Linked DNA regions of Sus scrofa: region 1 is linked to region 2. Evidence: chromatin contacts called from public Hi-C data. All regions are on one chromosome and are shown on one strand. The core of a region is the stretch at or near the end of the contact, and the rest is flanking DNA. Distances in the headings are between cores, read along the strand shown.

What was found. Hi-C and Micro-C count contacts between places; a contact is called where the count stands out from the background.
Region 1: a contact with region 2 is called in a Hi-C map of liver, with 2.1 times the contacts expected there. The contact joins two enhancer-like sites. A contact is called at or near these places in 1 of 5 promoter capture datasets (liver), 23 of 47 Hi-C or Micro-C datasets (adipocytes, alveolar macrophages, brain and 14 more) and 2 of 2 datasets of contacts at active chromatin or transcription factors (alveolar macrophages and skeletal muscle).

Annotation. Positions count from the first base shown.
Region 1 is chr13:135,326,659-135,329,676 of Sscrofa11.1, forward strand. The region is part of intron 11 of HEG1 (protein HEG homolog 1); the gene reads left to right. Among named protein-coding and RNA genes, the nearest start is that of HEG1, 60 kb to the left of the region's middle. Within about 2 kb of position 1,428, at least 12 of the 83 cell types and tissues checked have an H3K27ac peak or open chromatin away from gene starts, as enhancers often do. A contact at or near this core is called in liver, where this site is marked.
Region 2 is chr13:134,914,142-134,917,243 of Sscrofa11.1, forward strand. No RefSeq gene overlaps it. Among named protein-coding and RNA genes, the nearest start is that of ZNF148, 54 kb to the right of the region's middle. Within about 2 kb of position 1,595, at least 5 of the 83 cell types and tissues checked have an H3K27ac peak or open chromatin away from gene starts, as enhancers often do. A contact at or near this core is called in liver, where this site is marked.

The DNA of each region.
Region 1 (3,018 bases), core at 178-2,677, 410 kb after region 2:
AATTAGCTAAAAATTCCTGCCCCATCATACAGTGTCTAACCTTTGAGGCAGGAACCCTTTGATTTTACTTTCTCTCTCTTGCCAGTGATTCAAGGGTCCCAGTTTTTCCTCCCCAGAAGGTAGGAAGGGGACCTTTCAATTCACTGACCACAGATGGAGTGCATCCCATATGGTCAGCGTTGTAGATCAGGTTACTTTTTTCCCTTGTAAATGCATTTTGGTTCTTGCAAATGAAGTGCCAGCTGTTTGGATTTGTAAGACCCTGCCTTGCCGAGGTCCCATTCTTTTTTTTTTTTTTTTTTTAAAGATTTTTTGTTTGTTTGTTTGTTTTAGGGCGGTGTGAGGGTCATACCAAAATTAAGAGGAAGGCACAGAAATTTCCCATATGCCTCCCGCTCCCACATGTGCTGGTCTCCGTTCTCTGCCTCTCCTTTGGGAGCCCCTGAGAATGAAGATGACCAAGCGTCTTAGCTCAAAACAGCCTCACTTCTCCGTTTTCCCTCCCAGGGCTTCTCCCAGTTTTGCCAACACACCCTGCTTGGTCTCTCGCTCACCCCTCTGAGCGGTGGAGGGTGGGTTGGAGAGCAGGAGCTGCTGGGTCTGACTTCTGGATGTCCCGACCTGTGAGAAGCACTGGGCTACCCTGGATGCTGCCACGGAAAGGGGAGGTTTTTTTTCCCTTCAATTCACAAAGTATTTACTTCCTCGCCTTTCAAAGAAGGGCAGCCCTCATCTCTCCAGAGGCTTCATGAGTCCTTGGAAATCCCCCAGGGAGTGTCCCAGCCTTAGATGTACATGAATTCTCATTGTCTGTGTGGCGGATGTTGTGCCCTGGGAAGGACCATGGGAATCGTGGATGCAGAATAGTCGCATCGCCAGGCTTCAACAGAGACAGTGCTCTGTGTGGTTCCCGGGATGGACTGATGACAGGGTCTTTAAGACCTGTTAGCATAGCTGCCCCTCCATCGCAGAGGCAGAGCCAGCTTTCCCTGGCTTCTCCTGAATCTGTTTCTGTGTGGGGAAGGGCCACTTCAGCAGGGTGAGCAAAATCTGCCAGCAGGCGGGACTCGTGGCCAGGGTAGAGGGCAGTTGTGACATTGGCTTCCAGAAAATATCTAATCAGGCCAGGCAACTCAGGCTGGCTGATGGACAAACTAGGGCCGGCCTGGGCCGCCTTTTGTGCTGGAGGCATTTCTTTATATTGAGGCTTCAGAAAGTTGAGATGACAGATTGTGGCCATTCATACGTCTCTGTGCCAGCTTCACAGTGTTTGTTGGGTGAGATTTTCCATTTTTCATTTTTCTCCCTTAAATACAAACCTTTCACAATAAACAAAGGAAATTCTATCACACACACAAATAGGGTTCAGATTTAGCATGCCAGCATCCACTGATAAAGACAGGAAATTCAGCCCTGAGAGCTGAAGTTGTGTCCTAAACTAACCTCCCTGTGACCAAGCCACCACGGGCCCCAGGCTTTCAAGACACAGAAAAGGAGGCGGATGCTGGGGCCCCTGGTGGGGGGGGGTGTCTGCTCCTGTCACCAGAACCTGCCTGGGGCAGGGGTGGCGGGTATAGTTTTGCTATGTTCAGAACTGGTACCTGGTTTCTGAATCGGTTGGTGTTTTTCTAAGGGGGGAAAAGGGAGCCCACACTTCACTGGCCAGGGTACACGTGGTCCTCCTGCAGCTCTGTCCCCATCCTTGAACTTCATCCAAAAACAACAACATAGATCAGTCTTGCCCTGCCCTCTGCATAGTGTAAAGAAGTTACTGTCTGCTCTCCAGTTGGTCTCATATATTTGTTCTATTGTCTGTGTACTCCAATTACTTGTGGTTTTTCTGTCAGACCTATTCTAGGTGGTAAAAGGCACCCTCATTGTGTCCACTGTATACAAACTCTGAGAAGGTCCTCTGTATATAAACTCAGGGCCTGCTGTACACAACCTCAGAGAGGGCCTGCTGTGGATAACCTCAGAAAGAGTTTGCTGTGCGCAACCTCAGAGAGGGCCACACACATGACAATGAGTACTTTTTGATAAGAATGAAAGAGTCCTTTGTCATCTGTGAAATGAGCATGGCCCACAAGCCCACAGCTGGAAAAAGCCAGGTGGCTGTTAAGTACTGAGGCCTGGAACGATTGGATGTTTGGGATTAGCAAATGCGAACTAGTGTATAGAACGAGTCAACAGCAGTGTCCTCCTGTATAACACAGGGAACTGTATTCAGGATCCTGCAGCTCTTGGAGGCAGGGCCGTACCTTTTAGTGCTGATAAACCGTAATGGAAAAGAATAGGAAGAAGAATGTATCGATGTATAACTGGGCCCCTTTGCTGTATAGCAGAAATCCACACAACATTGTAAGTCAACTATATTTCAAAACATGTTAATTAATTAAAAAAAAAACAACTAAGGCTCTAAAGTGAAGGAGACAGAGCCCAAAAGATTGAGCACCCCCTCTGCTGCCTGTCTGGGTGGGGGCCAGGTGACTGGCGTCCAAAGGCAGCTTTATTGCTCAGGTATCAAGCCCGTGTGTGGACCGGTGTCCGCAAGGTGCTGACGACCTAGAGGCGAGCAAGCCCCCGGGCTGTAAGGTCGGGAGGCTGCAAACTCTGCCGCCCAGGTTACCTTGCACACCTCCCCTTCAAGCATGTCTGTGCGGTGGCAGGCGCTGTTTCCCCTTAGGCCAGACAGATGTGGGGAGAGCCACCCCCCAGCAGGTCTTCCTAACAGAGCGTGGTCCAGCTTTCTGGGTGTGTGCTGATTCTCCCCTGCAGCCCTTGAGCATGGAGGGCACCACCCATCAAGGGCCAGGTTTGCAGAGGATGCTGGAACTGAGGACAGCACCCCATTTCTTCTGGGTTTGCTTTCTGTCCCATGGCAGGCTGCAGAAACTTTTGGTAACAGGCCTGAGCCTGACCTGGGGAAGGGGGGGAGGAGTGGCCTCAGGCAGTGCAGCAGCAGCCTCGAGAGGAGCACACCGGCTCTTGTGGAAACGGTTCTCCCAGCCTCTTGAAATA
Region 2 (3,102 bases), core at 345-2,844:
ATTTGAAGCTATCCCATTAGGTGCATGAAGGCTTTTAATTTTTTTCCTTTTCAAACCCTAACCCTAACCCCGACCCTAACCCTAACCCTAACCCTTTTTCCTTTACAAAAAAATTTTTTATTATAGTTGTTTTATAATGTTATGTCAACTTCTGTACAGCAAAGTGACCCAGGCATATATATATATATATATGTATGTATTCTTTTTCTCCCTTTATCCTCCATCATGCTCTATCATAAGTGACTAGATATAGTTCCCTGTGCTCCACAGCAGGATCTCATTGCTTATCCACTCCAAATGCAATAGTTTCCGTCTACGAATCCCAAGCCCCTCCCCCCCATCCATCCCACTCCCTGAAGGCTTTTCATTTTTATCTTCATCAAAACTTTTTATTAGTATTTTATGACCCTATATTTCTAATTATACCTTGGTTCTCCTCCACCCCAACCTATTTCATAAGTTATATGAGATTTTTAATATGTCTATCTCGTATGTGAGTTTTTTGTCCCCTTAGATATTTAAGGACTGCCCATGGCTAAACCACAGTTTAATTAGTCCTGTATTATTGGACATTTATTGTTTCCAATTTTCCACTTTTATAAATCACACTATAGTGACCATCTTTGTGTACAACTAACTGATTATTTCCTCTAGGTAGAGTTCTAGTAGTGGAATCACAAGACCAGGGTGTATGAACATTTTAAAGGCTTGTCATATCTGTTGCTCCTTCCTGGCTGTTGATCAAGTGAGAATTTTCAGTGTGGCATCACCCAGTTGGCTCTGGTCAAGCTATGCGTTCTTAAAATCCCTCGGGGTTTTTGGCTTGGTCTTTCTTTGTCAACCAGGCACTTCCCGCCCCTGCCCCGTATTTGTGCACTTGGATGATATGTGTAGTTTAAAACTTACATTATTCCTGTTAAATTCCACCAACCTGACAATATCTCTTGGCCTCTGATTTTGGCAGTGACAGCCACCAATGTGGGGGCCATGTCTTCTGTAGTTTCATCGAGGATGCATGAAAATCAGGATGGAAATCGGGAAAACAGAACCCCACGGGGATATCGAGTTCTTTCCCAGTAAGACTAATAGTTTATTAAACATTTACTATGCACCGGGGAGCATGTTAATTCACTGGATGGTCACAACCTCCCCCCCCCCCCCCGCCCCATGTTTGCATCACAGTCTCCACTTTAAGATGTGGACACTGCAATTCAGAGAGGGGAGCTCTATCTAACTGGTCACCCTGCTCCAAGTGAGCAGAGCCAGGATTCTAACTCTGGTCTTGCTTCTGGCAGGCCCCCCAAATAGCCAAATGGCCCAGCCCCCCAAATGGCCAGCTCCCCAAATGGCCAGTCCTGCTCTGGAGGCATCCACCACCAGGTGGCAGTGGAGCCAATGGGCCCAGGAAGGACCTCTGACTGGAGATGGGAAATCAGCCTCAAATGACATTTTCTTCCCATAAAGTAGCTTCTTATTGACATGCCTAAAACTAGACTATTCAATAAAATAAACATTAACTCAACAGGCACATTCCTCGGGGTAAAAAGACAATAAAGCAAACAGACCTTTGAACGTGGACCTTTCTAGCCTAGATTTCATCAGTCTAGTTCTCAGGGGGAAAACTCCGTTCCTGACTCACCAGCCCTTGGTTCTCCCTGACGCTCCACCCACCCCTTGCTGCCTCTAGCCCCTGCACCCCGACCCCTAACAGCATCGAGGCTGTGGGACCATCCTCACCAGGAGAGCCCATCAGGATCTGGGGCAAGGGGTTTAGGGAGGGCTCAGCAGAAGCACCACCCCCACCCACCCATCTTGTGAGGAAGGACGCACCTCTTTCTGATCTACGAGTCCACAAACCCCTCTCATTCCTTCAATCTCCCAGTCATGGTTTGAGGTTTTTCTGCCCCCCTTTAAAAAAAAAAAGGTAAGGGGAGTTCCTGTTGTGGCTCAGTGGTTAACGAATCCGACTAGGAACCATGAGGTTGCAGGTTTGATCCCTGGCCTTGCTCAGTGGGTTAAGGATCCAGCGTTGCCATAAGCTGTGGTGTAGGTTGCAGATCTGGCTCGGATCCCGCGTTGCTGTGGCTCTGGTGTAGGCCGGTGGCTACAGCTCCGATGTGATCCCTAGCCTGGGACCCTCCCATATGCCGCGGGAGCGGCCCTAGAAAAGGCAAAAAGAAAAAAAAAAAAAAAGTGAGGGGGTTATTCTTTCTTTTTAGAATTCCTGAACAAGCACGAGGCACTGCTTGCTGCTGCTTTTCCTCTCTTGCCCAGCAGTGTCTCTTTCAAAGCAGCTAGTATTGTCTAACTGCGTTTATCCTTTAACAGAAATAGAACAGAAAAAGGATTTTTTTTTTTTTTAACATTCTGCCACATGTGGGTTTGGTCTAAATGGTCCAGGGTCAAACTCCAAGCCACCCCCAGCAGTGTCCTAGCTGCAATCTGACTGCTTCCCAGAACCCCCCTCAAGTGTGGGGGAAAGGTGTCTGCATGGCCAGAGACAGGTTCCTGGGAGTTAGGAACCTCTGGGTGGGGCTGGAGAAGCAGCCAGGAGTGGAGTGCTAAGCTCCATCCGCTATAGTTCTGCGGTTTGGGTTGAGTTACTTGAATGTGATGAATCTTGCTTTCCTCCATGCAAAGAGGACATAAATATAGCACCTACTGTGCAGAAATGTACAGATGCAATAATGCATGTCAAATGCTTGCCACTAAGTGCTCCGTACAGTTGGCTCTTGCTCTCTTAAGGGATGAGAATGGCTCATGGGATCTTGGAACATTACTGCTGATGTGCCCACAGTGACCTGGCTACTCTGTGGTCTGAGTATTCCTTTCCCCCCAAATTCATATGTTGAAGTCCTACTGCCCAATGCGATGGTATTAGGAGGTGAGATCTTTGGTCCTGAAATTAGAGCCCTCAAGAATGGAATTAGGGCTCTTTTAAAAGAGGCCCCACAGAGGGCTCGCACCCCTTCCCCACATGAGGGCCCAGCAGGATGGCAGCTGTCAGCAACCCGAAAGAACTCTCACCACAGCCTGACCCTGCTGACACCCGACTGTGGGCTTCCAGCCTCCAGAAGTGTGAGAAATTTCTGTTGCTTATCA